6 separate regions of the Mus musculus genome follow, and regions 1, 2, 4, 5 and 6 are each linked to region 3. The links are chromatin contacts, called in public promoter capture Hi-C maps. All regions are on one chromosome and are shown on one strand. The core of a region is the stretch at or near the end of the contact, and the rest is flanking DNA. Distances in the headings are between cores, read along the strand shown. Region 1 holds the start of Ptger3 (prostaglandin E receptor 3 (subtype EP3)). Region 2 holds the start of 4930592C13Rik (RIKEN cDNA 4930592C13 gene). Region 3 holds the start of Tyw3 (tRNA-yW synthesizing protein 3 homolog (S. cerevisiae)). Region 4 holds the start of Zzz3 (zinc finger, ZZ domain containing 3). Region 5 holds the start of Fubp1 (far upstream element (FUSE) binding protein 1). Region 6 holds the start of Dnajb4 (DnaJ heat shock protein family (Hsp40) member B4).

Region 1 (4,118 bases), core at 894-3,393, 3.0 Mb before region 3:
CAGTTAGGTCCCAGCAGCACTGTCCTGTCTGTACAACTCCAGGCCAGTTACCGCAGGGATCTCTAAGGCTTGTCATACATACTCAGGGAGGGTGGGTAAAGAAAAGAACCATATAACCATTTGAAAGGAGATTAACCTTATGTGGCACATCAACATGTCGCTGACCTCACTGAACTGTATATGTAAATGGGAGAGAGAGATGTAAGACAGACAGAGAGAGAGAGAGGGAGAGAGAGAGAGAGAGAGAGAGAGAGAGAGAGAGAGAATCGAGTCTGCTATGTAATGGTCAATAACTGTACCACACCATGGGGATGCTCCTCTGCACATTAAGCCAGGCTGTGTGAGCCCAAAGTAAGCATCCATTCTTTGCCAATTAGCAAACCACACTTATCCACAGAAGTTTCTAGCTACAAGTGCCACAGGAAAAAAAAAAAAACCCTCAAAAACACCATGTGAGAGTTGGGGATAGGGAGCATGCGGAAGCATGGCTTCCTCTGGGTAGTTCTGTGATGGATACGATGCCAAGGACCGAGAAACCCTTACCTCCTGTCTCTGGAATTGCGGAGATCTGCGATTCACTCCTCTATAAGGATGGGGGGGGGGGGCACAAGTGTGTGTGTGTTGGGGGGGGTAGTGCGTGTGTGTGTGTGTGTGCTACTGGAGAGTCCTCCACTTTGGTGTACACAGTACCCGGCTTCTTAGGGGGCTGCGGCATCTGTGCCTTCCTGACCCTCCCTGCAGACAGTAGCTACCTGAGAACCTTTAGTGCTGGCAACAGAAAGACAGTTTGCCAAGAAGGTTAGTTGCTGTGCGGCTGAAGCCATAGGACCTGCCTGGCTCCCAGGTGCCCAAACATCGCAGCGGGATTAGCAGGTTGAGCTAGAGTTGTCATCATACCTCCTCTTATAACGCAAGGGGCAAACATCAGTCTGCACTGGCTTGAGCAGCGTCTACCCACCTCTGTGCCTAGGCTGTTTGCATCTTCACAAGCGCCTGGCAAGTCTGGACCGACTTGACTAGCTCTTGTAAGCTCCGCAAGCGGCTTAGGCTCTTGGCTGGAGGCTGCAACCCGGGGCCGCATGAGCGGCAGGAATTCTGGGTGCTAGTCACTTTCAGAAAGTTTCCCTACATTTACGGCTCCCTACAAACGCCCCCACTCTACCAACTACTTACCAATAGCGGCGACCAACAGACGGACAGCACACACATGATCCCCATGAGCTGGATGGCCGTCTCCGTGGTGATTCTGCCCCACTGGGCGCTGGACTGCGAGACGGCGGCTTTGGCCCGACAGCGGGACACCAGGGCTTTGATGGTCGCCAGGTTGCAGGCAAAGGTCACCACCAGAGCCAGCAAGCCCAAGCAGGCGAAGGCGGAGGCAAAGGCCACGCTGCCCGGCTCGCGCGCAGGGTCTGTCTCGTTGCCCGCCGGCCCGGTGCTGATGAAGCACCACGTGCCCGGCCACTGCACGCTGTAGCGGCCCACGCCCAGCACCGGCAGCAGCGCGAAGGCGAGCACAGACAGCCACACGCCCAGCAGTACCGCGCGCGTGGCGCGAGTCTTCATGTGGCTGGCATACCAGTGCGGCGCACGGATGGCCAGGGCGCGCTCCACGGCCATGGCGCTGGCCACCAGGAGCGAGGATAGCCCGAACACTGTCATGGTTAGCCCGAAGAAGGTGCACAGACGCCCCGATGGGTCGAGCTGCTCCCAGCGTCGCTGTGACAGGTACACGAGGATGACCACCGGGCTGGTCAGGAGCTGCCCCACTAAGTCGGTGAGCGCCAGCCAGCCAATGCACAGCAGGAAAGACTTCTTGCGCTTGCTCTCGCGGCGCCGGTAGCTGCGCGACACGAGCAGCATGGCCAGCGCGTTGCCCACGAAGCCAGTGACCATCATGGTGATGGGAAAGGCCACGGACACGGAGCCGCAGTCGTCGGTAGTACTTGACAGGTTGCTGTGCGCTTCAGCAGAGTGCTCCGGCGCCCACATGCTAGCCATAGTGGCGGGGCCACGGTAGGGCGCACGGGGCCGGAGCCTCCCGGCTCAGCTGCGGGATAGCAGCAGAGTGCACTGGGGGACAGCCGGAGCCCAGGCTCTGCTCTCCATCGCCCGCCGCCTCCCGCGCTAGGCTGCGGGGACTGGACAGGCGCCGCCCGACGCCGCGCGAGGCTCCTCCCGCGCCTTGGAGCTCGAGGGGCGGTGCTGCGAGTAGGCAGGCGAAGGGCGGTGTGGGCTGGGATCACCTGGCGCCGCGCCCCCTAGGTCTGCCTCTCCAGCTCTGGGACTCTGTAAAGTGCTCATCAGCCTTTGGGTTACGTGACACTGGAGAAAAGACGAAATCTGACATGTTAGTAGCTGCGTGAATCGCAATGCTGATTTCTCCTCATGTTTGACTGTCATTGAATTTGTTTTATTTAATATATATATATAAATATATATATGTATATGTATCAATATCATATGTATATACATATGATACTCACATCTGGGAAAGAATAGGGATGAGTTTGTGTTTTAAGTCTTCCTGAAACTATTGCCTTATTTTACTTTGGACTAATTCCAAACTCATATTGGTAAAATACTTTTCTAGGATAATGTCAGTTTAAAAATCCAAAACCAAGTAAGCACACAGGTGAAAGTACATAGCAAATTCACATTTTCACTGAGTGACATTTCAGTATAATGATACATTTAAATTTTAAGAGTATTCTGGAATTCATACATCAAAGAAAATATGCCACCCTTTAGTTAGATCAAAAATTTTATATTTATTAATAACTAACTTGTTTACATTATCATCCCCCTATTTCCCACCCCGCTGTGTGTGTGTGTGTGTGTGTGTGAGAGAGAGAGAGAGAGAGAGAGAGAGAGAGAGAGAGAGAGAGAGAGAGAGAGAGAGAGAGAGAGTCCTTTCGTATTTACATTGAGGTCAGACTTCAACATGGAGTGTCTTCCACTGTGACTCCCGGCCTGGTATGGCCTCACACACCCAAGCCCAACAGCCAGGCTACTTTTACTCAGGTGTTGGGAATCCCAATTCAGGTCTTCCTTTGAGTGGTTAGCATTCTATTCATTAGGTCACTTCCCCCTGCCTAATGCTTACTGAGAAGGTCGACCATAAGAACATGTATTGGCAAAGATAGTTAATCAATCTCTCTCTCTCTCTCCCTCTCTCTCTCTCTCCCTCTCTCTCTCTCTTATTGGATATTTTCATTTACATTTCATGTTATCCCCTTTCCCGCCCCTCCCTGTAACACCCTATCACATCTCTCCCCCTGCTTCTAAGAGGGTGTTCCTCCACCCACCCACCCACTCCCACCTCCCCACCTTTGATTCCCCTACACTGGGGCATCTATCCAACCTTCATAGGACCAAGGACCTCTCCTTCCACTTGATACCATGACAAGACCATCCTCTGCTACATATGCAGCTGGAGCCATGTGTATTCCTTTGTTGACAGCTCTTAACAAAGTTTCAGAAACCCTTCTCTTCTTGAAGCATTTTTTTTTTCCCAGCCAGAGTTACCTACATTTTAGCTGTTCACCCTGCAAATAAGTAACTTTTAGATTCTCCTGGTTGTTTTCCTGTTGGTTCTTTTGCTAGCTGCCAAGAGTTGACTTAGTTCATTTGAAACGACACTCCCCTCTAGTGGCTAAACTGCTAACATGCACTATCTTGTATTAAAGAGAATTTCTTTAAAACATTTTTTTTTTTAATTCTTTAATCCCCCTCCTGGTCTGCCTTCTAACTGTTCCACATCCCATACCTCCTCCTCCCCCCAAAACCCCGGCTCCAAGAGGATGTTCCCCACCCCCCACCCCTCAAGACCTTCCCCACTCCTTGAAACCTGAAGTCTCTTGAGGGTTAGGTGCATCTTCTCTGACTGAACCCAGACCCATCAGTCCTCTGCTGTATGTGTGTTGGGGGCCTCATACCAGCTGGTGTATGCTGCCTGGTTGGTGGCTCAGTGTCTGAGCGATCTCCGGAGTCCAGGTTAGTTGAGACTACTGCTCTTCCTATTGGGTTGCCCTCCTGCTCAGCTTCTCCCAGCTTTTCCCTAATTCAACCACAGGGGTCACCAGCCTCTGTCCATTGGTTAGGTGTAAATATCTGCA
Region 2 (4,162 bases), core at 1,260-3,759, 2.9 Mb before region 3:
TGAAGCACATACGTTTTGCATTGCCAATCATTGGCACTAAATAAGCCCCGGCTCTTCTCTGCCAGTGTCTTTCCTATTTCTGTTCCCCCAGCTTTCATCATCTTGGCCTCAGTTGTCTTTTCTGCAAACAGACAAGAACTCGATATAAATCCTGGGAAATAAAGAAATGATCTGCATATACAGTATTAAGAGAATTATCTGTCAGCGCTCACCTCGACCACATCTGTTACAGCTGGTTCTCCTAGCAAAGTTTACATTTCCACACCTGCAAATAAAGTGAGATGCACTTAGAGTAGTAATTCCTAGATACTTAAACTGTTTACATTTTAAACTGTCCTCACTACACCCTGGAACGCAGAACAAGCTTATCCCATTATGTTAATATAAGCACCAGCAGGGAGAAGGAAAAGCTGGGTAAAAATCTCAACCTTGTGCTTACAGTTACTGTGGGAACCACTTTGGGACCCAAACCTTGCTATCTTCAGACTGGTGTATATCATTAGTTACATAAAAGTCTCTTGTTCCAAAGTGTCAGACTCTTCTATAACAATTAGACAAGATACCAGAGAGAGTTAAAAAAAAAAAAAGGAATATCAACTTTCATCTTGTTTGTTACAAGTAATAAATGTGATGAGTTTTAGAAGCATAAAATTCAAGCTGGGCAGTGGTGGCACAAGCCTTTAATTACAGCACTTGTGAGCTAGAGGCAAACAGATCTCTGTGAGTTCCATAGAGAAACTCTGTCTAAAAGGAAAAGATTAATCACAAAATCCTAGGGATGGATCCATCAGGAATGAACAGTTACAGAAGGACTCCAGAGAATTGATGAAACATTCTTTGAGAGGTAGGAAGTGCGATGATAAGGAAAAGACTGATATATTAACTAAAGACAGAATTAAATTGTAAAGAAATTTGAGTATTATAGTATTTATCAAATCTAAAACTAAAGAACAGAAAACAAAACCACAACCAACAGAAAAAAGTGTAACCTTATGACATTAACTAGTTAAGTTTTCACACACTTGCACTACTTTAGTATTTGTTAAAGCAGTTAGATACTCCAATTTAAAGCTTAAATAAGTAACGACAAAGAATCCACCACCCTATTAAAAAACAATGAATGAGATAAAATAGTGAAAGGAAGTGTAACACTAAACTGAATGGCTCCAGACAACTTTAAGGTCCCTTTTTCTGTTAAAAAAAAATACACACGTTCCAAGTAAAACTGAAAATATATTCTGAAAACTGTCTCCTTGATTTACATATTCAGTACAAATAACATTTAGTTTCTGCCGAGTTTAGGTGTACAGGACTTTGAATGAAGGGTCCTCCCAAAATATACATGGGTGCTTTCAGTAAGAACACAAGAGCACAGTTTTCTACGAGTCACACAGAAGGCAGAGAGGCTGGTGTCTTAATCTCTGAAGGGTTCCAAAGTGTCACACAGTTCCTGCAGTGACAGTCCAAGAGGATCTCGGTTCTAGTCTGCTGACTTGGTATGCTTAGCCTGATATCAGTCTGATACCAACCAAGTGGATCTGAGTGACATCATTTCCTTGCTCTCCACACACTGCCCATGTTATTTCGGTGTTAACTGTAGTCGAGCAATGTATTTTCTAGCAAAGGTACTTCAGGCTAGACGCTCTGCAGTAGACAGAAGAGTAAACCCGGGTTTCCTTCAGCTCTGACTCTGGCTTTCCAAGAACACGAGCTGGTACATCACTTTTCTTTAAAAATAGGGACACCTATTCAGAACGATCTCTGTGGCCATAAGCGGAGCACACCGGCTTCCCGGCCACGTACGTGCCCAGGCCTCCTGCCTCTCGGCAGGAGGATGAGAAAAGCCAAGTCACTGGGGACGGATCGCAGGCCCGAAAGCACGGCGGCCGCAGGGAGGGAGCGAGGGACGGAGGGAGGGAGGGACAGCGAGCGGCCCCGGCAGAGCTCGGAGCAGGGCCACTGAACCGTGAGCTCAGCTCCGCGCGGGGTCACGTGCGGGCCGCCCGCGACCGCTCAAGGCCGGCAGCGACCGCCCCGCCGTCCCCACAAAGGCCGCGACCCCGTCGCCGCCCTCACAGGGACCTCCCGGCCACCCCAGGTCCCACGGTATCCCGCCACGCTCACTTCTTGTCAGGGCAGATCCAGTCCCCGTCACTGACTCGGAAATTCTTGGTCGACATCTTGGACGCCAGCAGCAGTGCCGCCCGCAGCGACGTCCCCACCGGAGCCGCGGGGGCCTCGCGCCGGGCTGTCCTCGCGCCGCCGGACCCGCCCTTCCCTGGGGTGGGGGAGAACTCACACCGCCGGACCGCGAGCCTGGAGCAGCGGTGCGGAGACGACGCCCAGGAGCCAGCAGCCCGTCCTGAGGCTCTGCTTCGCTTCGGCCTTACCGAGCTCCTGAGCAGGCGTTGTGAGGACAGCCCGGCCCGGCGGCCATCGCAGCCGAGTTCTCCGCAGGCCGAAGGACCCTAGAGAAAGGCGCTTCCGTTTCCGGGGCGGGGCTAGGGCGCAGAGGCGGAAGTGACTCGGCGCGGCTCGATAGCCCACGGGCTTGCGCGTTGCCTAGGGTTTACTGGGGCGAGCAATAAGGTGGGAGGCTCGAGTCTTTGGAGAAGATACTTTATTTTTATTTTTGGACAGAGACTGAGGATTAAACCAGGTTGCCCCGGACATTACTGTTTCATACATACCACTTGGAACCTCTGTCAGGCTTCTGTAGGCCACGTCAAAAAGATAAACTTTTTTTCCTGTGAGAACATAGGGTCTCACTTTTAGCTCCACCTGGCTTGTGTAGTTAGGCTGCTTAGTATTTGGATGGAAAAGTCATATTAATGAAGGGAGATATCTCTCCTTCTTGGGCTGTTGCTTAAAAACTTAGCTTTAAAAATATTTAATATGTGTGAGAGATAAGCCCTGTACACAGAGGAGCCACCCCAAGGTTTTAGAAATAGGAAATAGTATTGATACAATTCTGACCCCAACTCACTACCTTTCCCCAGATTTAACACTGGCCCTTTGGGTTTATTCTCGTTCTTTATAAAAGATTTAGTTCATATACTGTATGCTTATTTTTTAAAGTGAGAAATGGTACAATTTACTGTGACAGAGGGTTGCTTTTAGTTCCGCGTAGTTTCTGAGTTTGCAGTTAGTTGCATGTAGCTCACTTTTATTTCAGTCATGCATATTCACAATTCTTTCTTGTGACAGTTAAGCCCCAAACCCTGCACTTTGTCACAACGTGCATTCAAGTATTCTTTTTAAAAGATTATTTATTTTATTTATAGGAGTACACTGTAGCTGTCTTCAGACACACCAGAAGAGAGCATCCGATCCCATTACAGATGGTTGTAAGCCACCATGTGGTTGCTGAGAACTGAACTCAGGACCTCTGGAAGAGCAATCACTGCTCTTAACCACTGAGCCATCTCTCTAGCTCCCCCCTCCCCCATGCAAATATTCTTGCAAATATTCTTACAGTTAACACCCAAATCTATGTTTTGGCATTGTTGATCAACTCTCGTGAACATTTGTGCACACGGGTTCTGGCATTTATATTTCTCGCATATAGCTCTTATCCAGGAGAAAAAAAAATCATTAAACTGCTTTGGTTTTAATGTCTAACACTTTTGATACTTATATTCATCTTGATCATCTCACTTGAAAGCTCTTGGATGTATTTTATTCTGATAATTGTCCACACCTTCCCAGTTATTTCATATTGTATAATCACTGATTTTTTCCTGGATTTTTATCTTGGGTAATGTGGAATTTTTATTTTCTTTTAGCAAGCAATCCTGGGGTTGGCATCACAGGCTCAGTCTTGCGTGTGAGTAATGGTTCTATATCAGTTGGCACCGCTGAGTATTAGCTGTGCTTTTATGTGTGTGGGTGTTTTGTCTACATGTATGTCTGTGCACCATATGTATGCTGGGTGCCCTCAGAGGCCAGGAGAAGGTGTGGATCCCCTGGAACTAGAGTTACAGATGGTTGTGAAATCAGCATGTGGGTGCTGGGAGTCAAACTCTGGACCTCTGGAAAAGCAGTCAGTGCTCTTAACCACTGAGCCAACTCTCCATCCCCTGCTATCTTGATCTTGCTATCTGTCCTTCACACAAACACGTGAATTGTTTTGGTATCTTAGCAGTACTTTTAATTGTAGTTC
Region 3 (4,101 bases), core at 1,027-3,526:
CGATGGCTCCTGACAAGAACCACAAGAATAAAATAGGATGATATACTAACAGCAGTTATGAACTTAAGCCTTCATAATAGTGAGCTTTTCCTAAAAAAGCATAGTTTTTAAATCTCCATTCATTTTATTATCTTTACAAAAGACCAAAGGGAAAAGATGCTATGCAGAACTAAAAAGCCAGCCTTCCTTTTATGAAGGAGACGACCTTTGCCTTTGTTAGAAGAGGTTCAGAAACCCTGGCAGGTCACAGAGGTCACAGCAGGGCTAGAACCCAAGTTCAGTGCCTTAAATGTTGGCTGATTTTATTTCCTTAACTTAGAATCTTCCAACTTCACTTTTGGAAATGTTGGCATCGATTGTCCTTCATGCCTCTGAAATGAATTCTGGAATGTATGAGCAATTGGGTATGAAATGTCACCAAGCTATAGGCTGGGGCATATATTATCTAATAAAGGCGTCTACTTGGGTATTCTTCAAATGCCTACAAATTGGGAAATACAGTAGAAACATAAAAGACATGGTTCTACAGGGAAAGCTAATCTACCCTGATGGTATAGGTTGTCTAGTCTAGGCTACCTGTGGGGATTGGCTGCAACAATGTAAGCTTTATTGTTACTCATGGTCTCACACTGGACAAGGAGGAGCTTTCTGCCACTTTGGAGCATCTCACACTGTAGTCCAGGTTGGTCTGGAGCTCTGGATAACTCCCCTGCCTCAGCTTTCCTAGTATATGCACCATCATGCCTAGTTTCTTTGGTTTGTTAACTATGCTATGGTTTAAATGGGCTTTTCTATCTATCATATATATGTTGTGAAAACTGTTTATAGTACCTTGTTTTATTTTTATTTTACTTTTTATTTCTAGGACATACACAGTTAAAAATTCCTCCTCTAGACTGATTGAAACTCATTCATTGGTTTAAATGAAAGTTAAATGGGTAGGGGATATGTTAGACGTATGTATATCTTAACATAGAGTTAGTGAGTCAACTCTCAAACTCAAGAGGAAAGACATATTACTAATGAAGTGCAGAGGGCCAAGGTTAGGGCTAGCGGCAAGGAACACTTGTTATCCTCTTGCTGAGGGCTTCATTTGGCTTTCCAGCACCAACTTGGTGACTCAGGCTCGAAACCTATTCTAACTCCAGTCCCAGGAGATCTAATACCCTCTTCTGTCCTTTGAGTGCACCAGGAATACACACGGTGTGGAAAAAAGAGCAAAATAAAATAAAATTGATTTCTAGAGAGAGTTTTAAATGAAGACTAAAAAAGAGGCCTCATAGTTATAAAATGTACTGCCACTGTTCCAGAATGGCTCATGGAAGCTTGTGGCTTACTATTAACTTGGAAACACGAATAAATGATGAAAATTAAAGTATCCAGTCCAAGTCTTCTGGCTATATGATGTTGTCACGGTCTTGCTTTCACACTGATCACTCTGTACCCCTGCAGCATCTCATGGACAGGGCAGGCCCCGCTTCAGTGTGACAGAATGCTGCTTGCTACAAGCTGCATTTCCTAGGGCAGGAGCCAGCGGGGAGTTATGGTGGCTTCAGGGGCTCGAGGTGGACACGAAGTCCACACAGTGGCCTCTGCACTTTCAATCATTAACAGGTCTTTTCTGGTCACAAGACTGAGGCAGGAACTCTGGGAACTGTAAATGCGCAAGATGTAGTTAACAATGTATTAGGTTTTTCTAACTCTGTCCCTCTCTGTGTCCCTCTGTCTCTGACTCTCTCTAGGTCTCTCTTCTTTCTTTTGAAGACTACTGTAGGTGGGTGCCACTATGTCTAAAAATAGGAATAACAACGCCCACTGCATACACACCGGAGGACAGAACACAGACCTCCTCTACCTGCACCTGGGAAGTTGTGAACCCGGAGTTGGGGCGCGAGTGCCTGGGTGGCGGCAGAAATCCCCAGGCATCAGTAGGCAGCTACCCCAGTCGGAACCACCGGCCGCCTGCTGTGCAGTTCTCCAGTGCAGATAGATCTCCTGGAGCCTAGAACTTGAAAGAAAGAAAAAAAAAAAAAAAAAAGCCTCCCGGCAGACAAGAGTAGGACCTTGCTTGCGGTCCTGGGTGACTTACCCTCCTCTAGAGTAGGAAACAAAACCTCCTAAGCTCCAGAAGGTCTGTGGGGAAAGAGGTGGGCTGGCTTTCCCTAACTTCGCTAGGCTCCCCCTCTCGGTTTACGCCTGTACGGTCTGGCGGCGCACGTCTTGCTCCTGGTTGCGCCAATGGGGAACTTTGGTCCTCTCCGGCCACCGTGGCGGCAATATGGCTGCGCCCATGGAGAAGAAGGCGCATTCCAGAGCAGAAAGCCGACCCCAGCTCGCTCGCTCGCTCATGGACCGTAGCGCGGAGTTCGGCCGGTGGAAGGCGCAGAGTCTGAGCAAGGCGGACCTTAGCCGCAAGGGCAGTGTGGACGAGGACGCGGTGGAGGTGGTGGAGCTCCTGAACTCGCGGGAAGAGTTTTTCACCACCAGCTCCTGCGCAGGGCGCATCCTCCTTCTGGACGGGGTGAGGCCCGGGCCGGGGGAGGCTGTGCAATGCTAATGCGTCCTCCGGGTGATGGTGGAGCTAGCTTAAGTGGCGAAGGCTGGGGATTGGATTTACAGAGCGCTGGAGGAGCTCGAGTCTCCAAGTCCCTTCGGTCACGCTCGCCCTCGAGCCGCGCTAACCCAATCACTGTCGCTATGAGATGGGCGCCCGAAGGTTAAGGGGTCGCTGCCCCCTGGTGGCCGGTGTCATTATTACAGCCCTGGGCATTTTAGCTCTAAATGAAACAGTACTGTAGATACATGGTCAAAGCCCCTGGCTGCACGCTCTCATCCTCTTCCTGTCCCACAACACAGGATAACTAGACAACACGTGAAATAGGGTAATTTATTTCCAACATTTCTCATCGTGCCTGGCCCCATATTGCTGGTTAAAAGTCGCTAGGTTCCGCTTGGTTCTTCACGTACTGAAGTCCCAGATTATCGAGGTCTGTTCATGTTTATATTGCTTCCACCACTCCCGTTCTGTTCATGGACACTCTTGCTCACAAGCTAGCTGCCCACACCTCTTCTACAACTGCCCTGCCTGGGTTTATTCAGACGAGTCTCCAAAACACTGTTGTCTCTTCTCCAAGCCATGTTTCACAACACATTCATATGTATATGCATATGAGGGATGCATACACATATATGTATAATATATTTATAAATGTATAAATATATATGTATATACTATGTGTAAAATATCTATAATGAAAACATATTATAATTATGATTATACAAAATATAATCATAATAGAATATGATATATATTTTATATATTTTCATTTTTAAGCAGAATTTACTTTAGAAAATCCAAATTTATATTGTTCTGTAACCTGCAATCCTTTCCTCATTTTAACCAACTGCCAAGATTGAACTATTTTCTTTAGTTACTTGTCTTTGTCTTGTTCCTGTTCTTCATTTAGGAGTGGCAGAGTACTGAGAACCGAACTTAGGGTCTCGATCATGCTCAGCAAACACTCTACCACTGAGTGAAACTTCCAGCCTCCTCCCTACCTTTTGTTTTTTTTTTTTTTTAAACCTTCTAAAACAGGATCTTTCAAAGCTGCATAGACTGATCTTGAACACATTTAATAGACCAAGAACTCCTGGAACCTGTGGTCCTCCTGCCTCAGCTTCTGGAGTAGCTGTCCTATAATGCTTCCCCTATATCTACATAGCTGAGACACGACTCTCCAAGCTCCACTGTTATGCCAGACACAGAAAGAGGTGCAGACAAGCACAGTGCCCACTTAAGAGTGGCTGTCCATTCTGAGTTGTCATAGGATGCTTTCTGAACCTTGTCTAGCTTATGTATCTTATACTTGGTGGCTATTTATTTTTACTCTGCTTTATTAGAAAAGAAGGAAAGTGAAAAAAAAAATCAGGGTGGAGAAAACATAGGTAAGCCAGAGATGTTCCAAGTCGTGGTGTGACATTGTGTACATTTGCTAAGCATAAACCACTCATTTGGCTCGGAGGTTGTTTATAACAGCCAGCCCATGTTCCTAGAGCCTCACTATGAAAACCGGTCGTTCAGGGCCCACGCTTCCCCCACCA
Region 4 (4,224 bases), core at 209-2,708, 2.2 Mb after region 3:
TACTTTTGAATACAAAGAAATGAAAACAAATATGGTAAACTGACTTGTGAGTGGCTGTTCTAAGTAGAAAAAAGTGATTGACTCATGAAGACACTTATGACCGACCTCAAATTTAAGAAGTAGCGGGATTTTTCGTTAAAACAAACCCACTACTATTTTCTGCAAAACAAAACCGGCACCCCAGAATACCAAAAATGGTAGCCCCAATCCCTACCGACGTGAGTTTATCAGCATGTACAGAACAAGGATTGTATTCTGACCTCGGGTACTGTCAGGGGTGAGGGGGCCTCCCAAACACTGCCAAAAGTTACTGTCAGCAGCCAGGGTGACGAGGAGAACTTCCCAATAGACAAGTGGGTGGCTAAATGACGCCCGGACACGAGAGATGCTATGCGTTCTGTTGGGAGACTGGGGGAAGATTCTGCAGCCACAGGCGACAGGAAAGTGGAGCTGTCTGCAGAGAGGGTAACTGGGCAGAGGGGGCGGCGGCGGGCGGGGCGGGCTGGCAGCGGCCTCCGGGCCGGCGAGCGAGCGCCGGGCAGCGGCCGGCGGGGAGGTCTCCGCAGGTGGCGGGCGCCCGGGGGCGGGAGGAGCGCGGCGCGCGACAGCCGCTCTGCACCGCCGCAGGCGACGGCGAGGCGCGCGCACGAAGGCTCCCGGCGCCCGGGCGCGCGCCCCGGCCCCTCCCCGACAACTTGCCTGCAGGAAAAGAGTTACTGGTCCCAGGGCCCCGAGAACCCGGGGCTCCGCCATCCAGCGCAACCGCTCTGCCAACCAGGTCCCGCGAGAGTCCGGAGATCTCGCGATACCGACCCGCTGGCATCTCGCGGGCGGGCGTGCGCTGGAGCCAACATGGCGGCGTGGGGGAAGCTAATCACTACTTCGGGACTTTGAACGTGTGGTTCGTCCTCGCACTGGGAGGCCGCGGGCAAACGGGAGGAGAGGCAAGCCTTCCCCGCCCTGGATTCCTCCTCTGAGTCGTCTGAGGGGAGAAGGAAAGGCGGGACGCCAAACTCAGCCCTCTGCCGCCCTCCGGACGCCACGGAGGACCGCGCTAGCCCTCAGCCGGCCTGGCCTCCGGTCACGTGGCCGTCACGTGAGCCCCGCGCGCGCGCCCGGCGCCTCCGCAGGCCTCCCCGCCCCCTCAGCCGCGAACGCGCGCGCCCGGCCCACGTGGGGGCGCCGCCGCCGCCGCCGCCTCGGCCACCCCCTCCCGGCGCTCGCTCGCTCTGAAGGGCTCCGGCCCCGCGCGCGCCTTTCCCTCCGCGCTCCGCTCCCGCCCCTGCGCCGGCCCCGCCACGCGCCCCGGGGATCCCGCTTACCTCTCGCGTGGGGCGGGCCGCTCCGGGAGGCGCCGCCCGCGTGGCCGCCGTCGGCCGCCGCACTGGCTCCAGCGCCCTCCGCCGCAGGAAGCGCCACAGCGGCGCCGCGGCGCTTCCAGGTGGGTCCCCGCCTCCCGCTCCTCCACTTCCCGCAGCAGCGGCGGCTCCTTCCGGTCCCCTCCTTCCTCGGCTCTGAGACGCTGGGAGCCGGGCGCTCGGCGCGCCACCTACTGGTGGCCGCGGCCGCTGCAGCGATCCCGACCCGGCCGGCCGGCGGGCGGGAGGATTCACCGGCCCAGCCCGCTGCGTGCTGTGATCCGCTCTACCTTCCCGGAGAGGCTCCCCGCCCGCGTCCCGACCTTGCCTGGCCCCGCGGCGCTTTCCGCACGACGCCCCGGACTGCCGCGCCAGCCGCCGCCCGCTCAGTACGCAGGCGCCCACCTCTCCAGCCTTTGCTCACCTCCCTCCCTAGGGCAGGACTCTTCCCCAGCTCCACCGCGACTCGTCGGCAGTCCCACCAGAGTACACCTTCTCCACCGCTTTTATTTTCCGTACCTTTAAACAGCACTACCCGCCAAGAATGAAGTCTCTTTAAAGGCAGGGCGTCTTTTCTCTTAGCTTTTGCCCACAGTTGTGTCCAGCACCAAGTATGGCTCAACCCATAGTGAAAACTGGTTATTTATGTAGCTCAGCGTGTGCTTACCGGAACTACGTGAAGCTCTGAGTTCAATCCATAACACCGCCCTTTCAAATATACAGTATTAGCAGTGCAGCAAAGTAATGCCCGCCTTCAGTTACAGGGATAAGTATTTCCTCTGGGTTGATAGCACCATAGGCCACCACTTCTGAGCTGTGGGGACGCTCATGCAACCCTTTGGCTATTAGATTGTGTTCCAAAAAATACCAAGTCCACTGGTAGAATCCATTAACTGGGGCTCTTCGCAACTGTGCAGTATGGCTTCAGTGCCTTTCTTTGTTTTCCTTAGCTGGAGCAGTTTTGTTTTTCCAAGGAAGTGGGTAAGTGTGGTTTCTTTTCAATTGCTCGTAAGTTATTAGATCATAGAAGTGGACTTGTATTTGGTTGTCTCCAATTCAACTCAGAGTAATATCTGCTCCAAAATAAAGAATACCAATTATAGTTATACTGACTATCACACCTGCCATCTTGTGTCTTAGAGACACTGCTCTCCATTGCCTTAATTTTCCTAGTAGTGGGGTCTATAAGGCCTCACCACAGCACACCCTCCCATGGTTTTTATTGAACTGTGTTGGACTTGCAATAGGCAGAGATATAAAAATAACACGATTTCCCAGCCAGGCAATATGCTACCTGCATAGGCTAGCTACTATTGGGATGGTCAGAATTTATCTGCTGCTGGGAGCATTGTCTAGCCACACACACACACACACACACACACACACACGCACGCACGCACGCACGCACGCACGCACGCGCGCGCCATTATTGGACTGTCATCCGTTTCCAAGAGAACGATGGTTGTAACGATAAAGGTCCCCACAGGTTTACTTTCCCTTTCTCTTCCGTGGGAATGGTACCACCGCACTAATACGCAAACGTTTTGTTTTGTTGGTTTTTCGAGAGAGGGTTTCTCTGTGTAGCCCATGCTGGCCTGGAACTCACTTTGTAGACCAGGCTGGCCTCAAAATCAAAAATCTGCCTGCCTCTGCCTCCCGAGTGCTGGGAGTAAAGGCGTGCACCACCACCACCCGGCACTAATATGTAAACATAAGAGAGAAACCCAACCCATGGCCTTGCTAACATTTGTTGGCAAAACAGGCATTGCGATTTGAAGCTTGTTTTCGCTGAGGCAAGCTTCTATAGTCAAGGCTGATCTACAATACTCTCCCTGCCCTTCCCTCCATCCGTGTGTGTGTGTGTGTGTGTGTGTGTGTGTGTGTATACATCCTAGAACTCTTCATTTCCTGCCTCTGCCTCACAGTACTGGAATTATAGGCTACGAAGCAAGTTTGAGGCCAGCCTGAGTCACATGAAGTTTTGAAGAGAAAGAGTTAAGAGAGAACACTCCACTGAGCTATAAGCACTCCTACTCACAGGTTGAAAAACACTTGAATAAGTCTCTTAGAAGGAATGTTAGCGTTGAAGTATATATATCTCAGTGATAAAAAGCATTGTGGTTGTTAGCTTTGATCCTTATAACAAAATAAGAAAAGCAAGGGACAGATTTATTTTGCTCAAGTTTTAGCCCATGGTCAACTGACTCCATTGCTTTTAGACCTGTAACAAGGCAGAACATGATGGCAGAAAAAAGCTGTTCAGCCTCAGGGAGCAACTAGGAGGCACAAAGATACGCAGGTCAGGGACAAGATGCAGCCTGTGGATGAGGCTGACATCCTCAGGTGCAGCCACCTCACAACACCCCCAGGTGGTGGTGTTTCGACACAGGATATATTTCATATCCAAACTAAAGTAAGATAGTGTTCAGCATGTGTAACATCCGACATCAGGATGAGTGAGGGTGCTAGAGTTAGAAAATCACCATTTTTAAATGCACAGTTGATAAGTTTTATTTATAGTTAGCTGTTGTTTTGGGACGGTCTTGTTCTACAGCCCACAAACTTAGGTTCCTCCAGCCAAGCCTACCAGGTACTGGGAGACAGATGCCAACCACCATGCTGCCATTCTGAAACAGTTTAATAAACGTTATTATAGCAAATAACTTCCTAGCTTATGCTTTCAAATAAGATATAATGAAAGGCATTAATACTAACAGACTTTACACCTTTTTTAAAAAGTCTATCAAATAAATTCAACATTCAGTTTATACATTTTAGAATTATTTTTATTGAATGAGTTTTAACAACATTGCAAAGTCACCATGAATGCTGTCCCTCAGTCACCTGCATGTTTGTAGTTGCATAT
Region 5 (4,068 bases), core at 489-2,988, 2.4 Mb after region 3:
AGCGCCTGCCTCACAGTGTGACTATTTATGTAACCGCTGTGGTTTACTTTATCATCAAAGCTGTCTGCTCACTCGTGTTCGATTTTTATCTCACAAGACTAGAAATCACACACTTAAAAAGCTTCCAAAGCCGAGAGGTGGAGTACACCTACACTAGAGACAATTCAGCAGGAAGCCTTAAACCTCAGGCCTGCCTAGGCTTTCGGTAGAGGCCCTGCATCAAAAAGTTTCCTCAGATGCCCAGGCAGACACACTTGTCCCTGAGCCTAACAACTTACACCTGACCAAAGGGTCCTACATGGAAGGAGAATCAACTCCCACAAGTTGTCCTCTGACTTCTATGTACACCAACCACATTGCTCATGGAATCCCTCTGTATGAATAAATATATTTTTTCAGTATCTATGCACTAGATAAGTGTGCTTGCTGTATTATGGTAGACTTGATAAACCTTGATTGAGTCGGTAATCTTTCGGTCCTGAAGGAAGTTTCCAGTATAGTCAAAGCTGGCTTTAAAAACCTGCTCATGTCTAGCAACTACAACAGAGCCATAAGGGTTTATTTTACCTTACAGGCAAATTCCATAACATACTTTTTTTTTTGAGACAGGTCCCTCTTGGCCGTTTTGACTGGCCTCAAACTCAAGAGACCTGCCAGGCTCTGTCTCTCGAGTGCTGGGACTAAAGTCGAGCACCACCCCACCCGGCAAGGCAACATTATACATTTTTAAGCTACAAAGAAGTCGGGGGCGGGGGCTACTTGAAGACATTGACGTTCAGGTTATTGGGGGGGGGGTGTCAAATGCAAGGACTCTTATCTATCCAACCCTTTTCATCTGGGAAAATGGTTGCCATTCGAGGCAACAGTACGTCCCTACGTAGCACAAAGAGGTTGGAGGCTTCGACTTGGGAAGAGAGAGGCAGATTCAAACTCAAGGCTGGGGAAGAAAGGGCCCGGGGCCATTTGGAGCTGGGGAAAGGATTGGTGGATCGCACGCAGATCCCGCCCCGGGGAGAGCCTCGCTGGTGAACGCCGCGGGGAACGTTAGGCTAATTACGGCGAGGGTGGAGAGCTCGGCGGCGCGGGAAGCGGCGGGGACCGCTAGCCAGGCAGCCGGCCCTCCCTGGCTTGCCCTCGCCGTGACCTGAGCGCCCAGAACCTTCCACGCGCCTGGGTCGGGCGGAACCGGAGCCGAGGGAGCCGGGGCAGGCAGGGCGCACGGGGCGGCGAGGCCGCGCGCGCGGGGCGGAAGTGGAGGCCACGCTCGGGGAGAGCGCGTGGGAGGGGGGGGCGCTTCAGACCACGACAACGGGCTCGGCCTCGAGCCGCTGGGACCCCTCGTGAGAAGACGCCATCTCCTCGGGCGGCAGCCGCGAGTGCGAGCAGGGCCGGACCTGCCCCGCCGGCGGCTCTCGGGGGTCGGGGAGGGGAAGCCGCCGCGCGGTCGGTCCACGCTTACCTGCCGCGCTCTCTGCAGGGCATCTTTGAAAGCGTCGTTAACGACTCCGCCGCCGCCGCCGCCAGCCGAGCCAGACGACGGCGGAGGCACTGTGGAGTAGTCGGCCATACCCACGCTACAGCACACGCTGCCGTTTCCTCGCGGAGGGAGGCGCCGCTCTCGGTTAACTGCTAAGAAAGGAAGAAGATGGCGGCCGTCGAGGCTCTATCACATTCTTGCACGACCATCGTGCCGTAAAGGGGCGGAGACTGGCAGACGGAAATCCCGCGATGTTTCAGCGCTGACGCGCGATTGGCGGGGGGTGAAGAGGGGGTGGAGGGTACAGAGAAGGGACGCCGGGCGAAGAATATCGCGAGACTTGACCGGGCTCCCACGAGAGTAGGGTCTCTCTGGGCGCCTCCTCGCAGCGCGAGTGCGGGCCATTGTTCCCTCGCCTCGGCGGCTGAGGCAGTGGCGCCCGGGAAGTGTGCCGCCCGCGCTTGTAGGGGACTTGGAAAGGCCGTCGCGGATCAGGGAGCTAGCTAGTGTCCTTCCGTGTTTCCGTAGTAAGGGGCCTGACGTCGTCGGGCGGGGACGTCACGCAACAGTGTCGCGCGGCCGCACAGCCCGAGGGCCGCGCGCACGGGGCGTGCGGGGCGTCCGCGGCGACGCTGCGGAACCGTCTGCGGCCCGGCGGCGGGAGCCCACCATGCTCCGGGGCGCCGAGCTGCCTCTGCCCATGTCTCCACCCGGGCCGGTCACAAGCGGGGAGGAACTCAGACCACCGGGCCCTTAGTTCTCGAGCCGATTGCCTACTGAGTCTCTTATGTAAAATAGTGTGGGCGAGCGGATGGTGAAAGTATGACCGCCCTTTGTCCTTTAAAAACGTGAGTGTTGCACATCCAGTATGTAGACACCTAGCGTTGCGTGTCTTTGGCCAGTCTTACCATGTGCCCCTTATGTCACGAACGTGTCATGCTCCTGACACAAACCGGCTTTACTGCGTTTTCCCCACCCCCCCCCCCGCGCCCCTGCGGGTAGTCAGATCAATGTCATGGTCTGAATTTTCATTTCTGGACTAGTTGGCTTTGCAGGCAGTTTCTAATATTTGTCATATATGCCAATAACCACGTTTCTCCAGACCATTCCTGAGCGTGTCTTAGCCATGCTAGCCTAATGCTGGCAATTACTACGGTGAATGAGGGTTCTTGGGCCTTTATTCTGTTTATACTTAGTATGCCACAATGATCCCTGCTCTCAGTTTAGCTAAGAAAAAGGCAAAATGGACTGTCTAATGTATGACGTTTCCCCCCTCTCAGTCTAAGAAGCATTTTTCTTAACACCAATCTTAGAATGAGAGAAATATGTTCCCTTGGCTTTCCGATAGCCGGAAACTATGTGTCCAGTACCCACTATCAGTTACTAAGTCAGGTGCTGGCAGATACAAACAGCATGATTTTCTTAAAACCAGCTCTGTCTTAGCCATTTGATAGCTCAGTTTGACCTGTTTAACCTGTTCATGGATGTCTAGGAATGTCCGTGGATTTAGAAAAACAGTAAAGGTATTGGGCTACAGATTTAATCATAGCAATATGTAGGAAAACTAGCTAATGAGAGTATTTCAGTCGCGTTTTAAGGAAGTTTGCCCAGCAAATAGCATTTACTCATCAGTAATTGATGTTTTTATTCACTAATTAGATTTGTATACTAGTTAGATGTCTGGTTGAAATAATTCAGAGTTTTATTTATTCCCCCTATAACCAATTATCGTTTAGATTTTTTCTAAATATTGAAAGGACCTTCATTTCTCATTTTTTACAACACTGCATACCGGGAAGGTGAGTATTGTAGTATGGAATACTTTGGGATCAGCTTAGACTACGGTTTCTTATCCTCAATGCTGCTGAGAGACTTTGGACTGGGTAATTCTTGGCTGTATGCTTTGCATGGTACAATATCTCCGCAGCATCTTTGGCCACTACTTGCCCTCTCCTAAGCACCACCAATTGTGATAACTGAAAATATCTTCAGGCACTGAGTTCACACCTCTGACTCTTCCTTGATCCCTGCCCCTGCCTTTTCTTGACCGTATTAACTCTTGCCAGTGTATGAAGTCCAGCACTTTTTGACCCTGCTGCTCCAGCCCTGGCCCAATTACTATCACTGTAGTCCCAGATCAAAAGGGAGCACTTTAGTTTTGCTCCTTCTTGTTTATGTTTCACTAACAACAACAAAAAAAATAAAGATAAGGAATTTGTAGAGTTGTCAAGATGGCTCACCAGTTAAGAGCACTGGTACTTTTCCAGAGGACCAGGGTTTAGTTCCTACCACCCACAAGGTACATACATACACATACAAACAAAACACCTGAACATGTAAAATAATCTTTCAAAATTTGAAAAAAGTTGGCCAGGTGATGGTGCTTTGTGCCCTTTAATCCTTATGCTCAGGAGCCAGAGGCAAGTGGATCCCTGAGTTCAAGGACAGCCAGGGCTACACAGAAACCCTGTCTGGAAAAAAAAAAAAAAATTTAAGAACGTTTGTACAGAACTCAAAACTAACATACTCTACGTACAGGGGTATTGTATTAGGGTTCTCTAGAGTCGCAAAATTTACGGTATGTCTCTCTA
Region 6 (4,070 bases), core at 641-3,140, 2.4 Mb after region 3:
ATGTCTTTGTGCTCCTCACAGTATATCAAGGGCAGGGTTTTATTACATAGCTCAAGCTGGCCCTGAGCTCACTGTGTGCCTTACACTGGCCTTCATCTACCTCAGTCCTTGAGTGCTGGGATTCCAGTGTGAACCATCACAACAGCTAAGAGTTTTTTGTTAAGTAGAAATGAAAATCAAGTTAGAGAAAGATGGTGTCAGTTGGACGATGTGTTCTACTTGTAGGTATGGGGTGTAAGTGCTGTCTTCTGTACAGACCACTCTTGTACGGTTATTAAAGCATAGCATCCCGAGTAAGAACATTGAGTAAAGTGCTAGGAGCAAAATCAGTGACTTTCAGAGTTTTAATTACCTCTGGCCCATCCACCTGTCATTAAAATAGAGTAGCATTTGACTTCAACATACTATTATGCACAAAAACTTTGTTGCTGTTAACATTGATAAAATAATCACATTTAAGCTTTTTGATATACATAAAAATAAATTTATGCTTTTCTGAGTCCTGAATTATTGCATGATACAGCAGGCTAGATACTTGTAATAAAACAAGGAGAATTCGAGCTTCATGTTAATAGAAGAATTCAATTTTTAAATGCAGTTAATTTACTAATTGTAGTTTCTCTTCTCTTCATAGTCTCTCTCAAGTCTACCCCCTACACCTGTATTAGCAGGTAGATATTTATAGGTGAGTGTGATGGCATATGCACTTTCAGAGTCGCACTCTCATGATGACTGCTGATGTTAACTTCCCCATGGTCTTTGGGACATGGAATGTGAAAAAGAAATGTTTGATCCTGATCCTTTCTCTGTGATAACTCCAGCTTGTGTCAAGTTGACACACAAAGCCAGCTGGTACAGATTGAAAACCCACAAAAGAGATAAAAGATGAGTTATTTACATTCAAAATATTTCTCATCTATTCAAGATACATTTTTAAAGAAGGAAAGCATCAGATAACATATAAATGTAAAATGATTAAAACTGTTGATTTAAAAAATTACAACAAATCGCAACAAATGTTTTTTAAAGGTATGAAATATACTAATATTACAAGGGAATACTAAAAAGATAGGGAGAAAACCCCCCCCCACTTGTTTCAAAAAAATCTTTGTCAACAAGTAAATACTTAAAATTAGGGGAAATGTGTTTTGAAGGAACTTGTTACCTAACTGCCTCTCCTAACTAATCCATCCAGGCCGTAAACTGGTCCCGGGTGACAGTTACACTGACCTGAGCGTGCTGGAATCTGATCCTCTCTCCCCTACATTCCCTGCAGTATAAAGACCCCCTCAGAATGGGCTTTTCCGTTTCATTGTGATAAGGAATGGTTTATTAAGTATTATCCCCCCTCCAAAAAAAAGAACCCCTAGTTAAAACCATTCTTAAGTCACCTATTTATGTTAAAATACTGCTTTTCAATGTTATAACAGTCCTTTTACCATGTGACATTTTATATAGTGGCTCCCTCACTTTTCAGATCGATAGACCCCAGAAATTTTGAAAATGACCCAAATTATTTGAAGATTTTAAATGTAAACACCTCATATTTTAGTTCTGCACATTTTATAGCTAGGTAACTTGAAATTGAAGTTAGAATACCTACTGTAAGTTGAGGGCTTTTCTGACTGTATAATCAGTTTAACATGGGATGCCTAATGGCTATAATTATTTCTGTTGCCTTTTTACCTCTAATGGAGTAAATGTATATGTAGTTGCGGCATTCTGTGCTGGTTTGCTAAATCCACAGGAAATAAAAGGGTACAGCTAGGACGAAGGAAAGGGAATAGTTAATCGTGGAGGAGGAGAGGCACAGCTCAGTACTTTGCCTAGAGGCCGCTGGGAAAGTGACGTCCTGTAGCGTTCGTTCGTTCGCTGTTCTAGAAAGTACAGAGACACGTAGTTGAAGTGGGAGGGTCTAGCTGAGGCCGTCTCCGTGCGGTGTCTATTTATCTGTAAGTGAGCTGCCGGGGAGGAATTAAATAGAGACGCTGCCTGCTGCCTCTGGACAGCTGAGCCGAGTTGCTGATTTGCTTTAACTTGTAAGATACCCAGCTTGCTTTATTTTCTCAGGATCATTGTGTTGCTAAGCCTGGGGACGCTGTTTTCTTTTACAAAGGGAAATCTAAGTTCATTTCAAGGCATTCGAAATGGGGAAAGACTATTATCACATTTTGGGAATTGACAAAGGAGCTACAGATGAAGATGTTAAAAAGGCTTACCGAAAGCAAGCCCTCAAATTTCACCCGGACAAGAACAAATCTCCTCAAGCAGAGGAAAAATTTAAAGAGGTCGCAGAAGCGTATGAAGTACTGAGTGATCCTAAAAAGAGAGAAATATATGATCAGTTTGGCGAAGAAGGTAAGCTGCATATTTCTGTACCTTTGGCAGTGTCTGAATCGTAGCTTTTTTTTTTCTCTCTCTCTCAGCCTTCTGGTTATCGTTACATGAGAACATCAGACATACTAAAATAAAAAGAAAAATAACAGGTTAAAACTAAGGTTTAATCCTTGATTATTTGAATGAGCTATGAATGAAATGTCATGTTTGTCTTTGTGGGTTTTTTTCTTAGAATATTGTATTATTCATATTCTCCTGTTAGACTTATTGTTTTAGCATTTTATATTTTAAAAGAAACCTTAAATTCTCATGCCTGTGAATGAATTGTTTAAAAGTCTTATGCAACCTGTTTTGTTTTTAATGATTTTATTGCCAGAATTAATAGAATCTTCAGTCACTTAAAATTTTAAGATCGGCAATTCAAATTCTGGGCCATTTATGTTTTATTTAGAAAAACAAGAAGTTTTTTGTCCTTTTAGAGCGACGCTAGTTGAAACTGAACAAGACGGAGTGGTGTGTCGTAGAAGCAGAAGGCACAGGCATTTAGCTTCTAGTTGTTTTTGGCAATCTGCCTAGAGAGGAAAGAATTTCCCTGATGTCATAAAATACCAGAACAAGTTTTTAGCTTAATTATAAACAGTTAATATTGTGCCAGGAGAACAAGATCTCTCTCTCTCTCTCTCTCTCTTTCTCCCTCCCTCTCTTCCTCCCCCCCCCCCCCCGCCCTCCCGCCCTCCCTCTCCTTCTCTAACCCAAAATGGCCACCTAGTTGGAACAATGACTGAGTTTGTTTTAGTTAACTATTTCTTTTGGAAATTTTACTATGTGGCTGAAGAGGAAGCATGACAGCTGCCCTTTCCCTCAGCCATACTTTTTTTCTTGCCTTCTGAGATCAGGACTCAGTGAGCTCAGTAGCCTTTGAGAATCTCCTTTTACCATTCCGAATTTTGTCCAGCATCTCCATAAATGTCCATAAATGTCGTAAATGTGGCCATAAAGTAGGAGTTTGAAATTGTCAGTCAGCAGCAGCGGCAACCATGCATTAGTTCACGTGAGTTCTGGGGTTTTCAAGTGTTAAAACAGACTAAAGTTCTTTTGCATTATTCTTCCCCTAATGTCTTTTAAGTCACGGTGGCTATGGAAACATACTGTTTTCCCCTTGTTTATAGCATTTAAACACCAGATTTCCCTAATTAGAAGTCCTTCAAACAGGGCCATGCATTAAGCAAACTAAACCGACAACTCAGAGCAGTGGTGGGCCCTTTTCCTCCTGCTTTAATTTTGGGTCAGTCCCAAGCATGCTGCTGCCTGTGGTTGTAATTCGTGCAAATCCACAGTGTCAAGTTCTTACAAAGTGAGTGAGTAATTACAAGAAGCAAGATGTGGATAGTTGAGGCTGTCTGTTCCCCATGGTCACACAGTTGAGAATGCCGTGGTGTGACCTCTCAGGAGCGAGCAGGCTCTTGAGACAGTGCCAGTACTCTGGCCACTCTTGAGTAGGTGGAGTGGTGTGTGAGTTCCCACAAAGCCACTTGTGTAAACGCAGGTTATTTGGCTCCATCTTATGGAGTGCTCAAGTGCACCTCTGTGTTAAGCCGTAGGATTCAGGCTCATTAATCGTGTTTGACTTCAGAGTTTTCAAGTATACCAGCTGGTACTCTTAATTCTTTACGTTTTCTCTTGGCAGTGCTTTTTAGAGTAACTCACTCCCCAAATTATCTTTCTTTTCTTTT

Evidence for each region. Promoter capture Hi-C pulls out the DNA fragments that hold promoters and counts their contacts.
Region 1: a contact with region 3 is called in a promoter capture Hi-C map of pre-B cells. The contact joins the promoter of Ptger3 here to the promoter of Tyw3 in region 3. A contact is called at or near these places in 9 of 39 promoter capture datasets (the 3T3-L1 cell line, the C10 cell line, cranial neural crest and 5 more) and 2 of 9 other capture datasets (liver and macrophages).
Region 2: a promoter capture Hi-C map of the SN4741 cell line shows a contact between it and region 3, with 4 times the contacts expected there. The contact joins the promoter of 4930592C13Rik here to the promoter of Tyw3 in region 3. A contact is called at or near these places in 18 of 39 promoter capture datasets (the 3T3-L1 cell line, 3T3-L1-derived adipocytes, the C10 cell line and 13 more), 2 of 15 datasets of contacts at CTCF or cohesin (large pre-B cells and pro-B cells), 15 of 484 Hi-C or Micro-C datasets (3T3-L1-derived adipocytes, CD4 T cells, the G1E-ER4 cell line and 9 more), 19 of 115 datasets of contacts at active chromatin or transcription factors (the NIH/3T3 cell line, acute myeloid leukemia, astrocytes and 16 more) and 3 of 9 other capture datasets (adipose tissue, liver and pancreatic islet).
Region 4: a contact with region 3 is called in a promoter capture Hi-C map of liver, with 9 times the contacts expected there. The contact joins the promoter of Zzz3 here to the promoter of Tyw3 in region 3. A contact is called at or near these places in 4 of 39 promoter capture datasets (hippocampal neurons, liver and pre-B cells) and 1 of 9 other capture datasets (adipose tissue).
Region 5: a promoter capture Hi-C map of pre-B cells shows a contact between it and region 3, with 4 times the contacts expected there. The contact joins the promoter of Fubp1 here to the promoter of Tyw3 in region 3. A contact is called at or near these places in 3 of 39 promoter capture datasets (hippocampal neurons, liver and pre-B cells) and 1 of 484 Hi-C or Micro-C datasets (B cells).
Region 6: a contact with region 3 is called in a promoter capture Hi-C map of liver, with 2.8 times the contacts expected there. The contact joins the promoter of Dnajb4 here to the promoter of Tyw3 in region 3. A contact is called at or near these places in 2 of 39 promoter capture datasets (liver and pre-B cells), 1 of 484 Hi-C or Micro-C datasets (B cells), 1 of 115 datasets of contacts at active chromatin or transcription factors (astrocytes) and 2 of 9 other capture datasets (adipose tissue and liver).

Annotation. Positions count from the first base shown.
Region 1 is chr3:157,564,901-157,569,018 of GRCm38.p6, reverse strand. It overlaps Ptger3 (prostaglandin E receptor 3 (subtype EP3)), which reads right to left and starts at 2,143. Exons shown (of 4, transcript NM_001359745.2): 1 at 1,174-2,143. The coding sequence starts at 2,001.
Region 2 is chr3:157,532,437-157,536,598 of GRCm38.p6, reverse strand. 4930592C13Rik (RIKEN cDNA 4930592C13 gene) reads left to right here and starts at 2,509. Exons shown (of 2, transcript NR_152231.1): 1 at 2,509-2,589. It overlaps Zranb2 (zinc finger, RAN-binding domain containing 2), which reads right to left and starts at 2,434. Exons shown (of 10, transcript NM_017381.3): 1 at 2,125-2,434; 2 at 213-265; 3 at 13-121. The coding sequence starts at 2,180.
Region 3 is chr3:154,595,273-154,599,373 of GRCm38.p6, reverse strand. Tyw3 (tRNA-yW synthesizing protein 3 homolog (S. cerevisiae)) reads left to right here and starts at 2,276. Exons shown (of 6, transcript NM_172474.5): 1 at 2,276-2,521. The coding sequence starts at 2,348. It overlaps Cryz (crystallin, zeta), which reads right to left and starts at 2,663. Exons shown (of 9, transcript NM_009968.4): 1 at 2,090-2,663.
Region 4 is chr3:152,393,237-152,397,460 of GRCm38.p6, reverse strand. It overlaps Zzz3 (zinc finger, ZZ domain containing 3), which reads right to left and starts at 1,458. Exons shown (of 14, transcript NM_001080755.2): 1 at 1,323-1,458. Usp33 (ubiquitin specific peptidase 33) reads right to left here. Exons shown (of 24, transcript NM_133247.3): 24 at 3,844-4,224.
Region 5 is chr3:152,208,092-152,212,159 of GRCm38.p6, reverse strand. It overlaps Fubp1 (far upstream element (FUSE) binding protein 1), which reads right to left and starts at 1,738. Exons shown (of 20, transcript NM_057172.4): 1 at 1,460-1,738. The coding sequence starts at 1,567. It overlaps Gm40180 (a long non-coding RNA gene), which reads right to left. Exons shown (of 3, transcript XR_867759.3): 3 at 3,272-4,068. It also overlaps a transcript of Dnajb4 not described here.
Region 6 is chr3:152,191,665-152,195,734 of GRCm38.p6, reverse strand. Dnajb4 (DnaJ heat shock protein family (Hsp40) member B4) reads left to right here and starts at 1,890. Exons shown (of 3, transcript NM_025926.5): 1 at 1,890-2,358. The coding sequence starts at 2,148.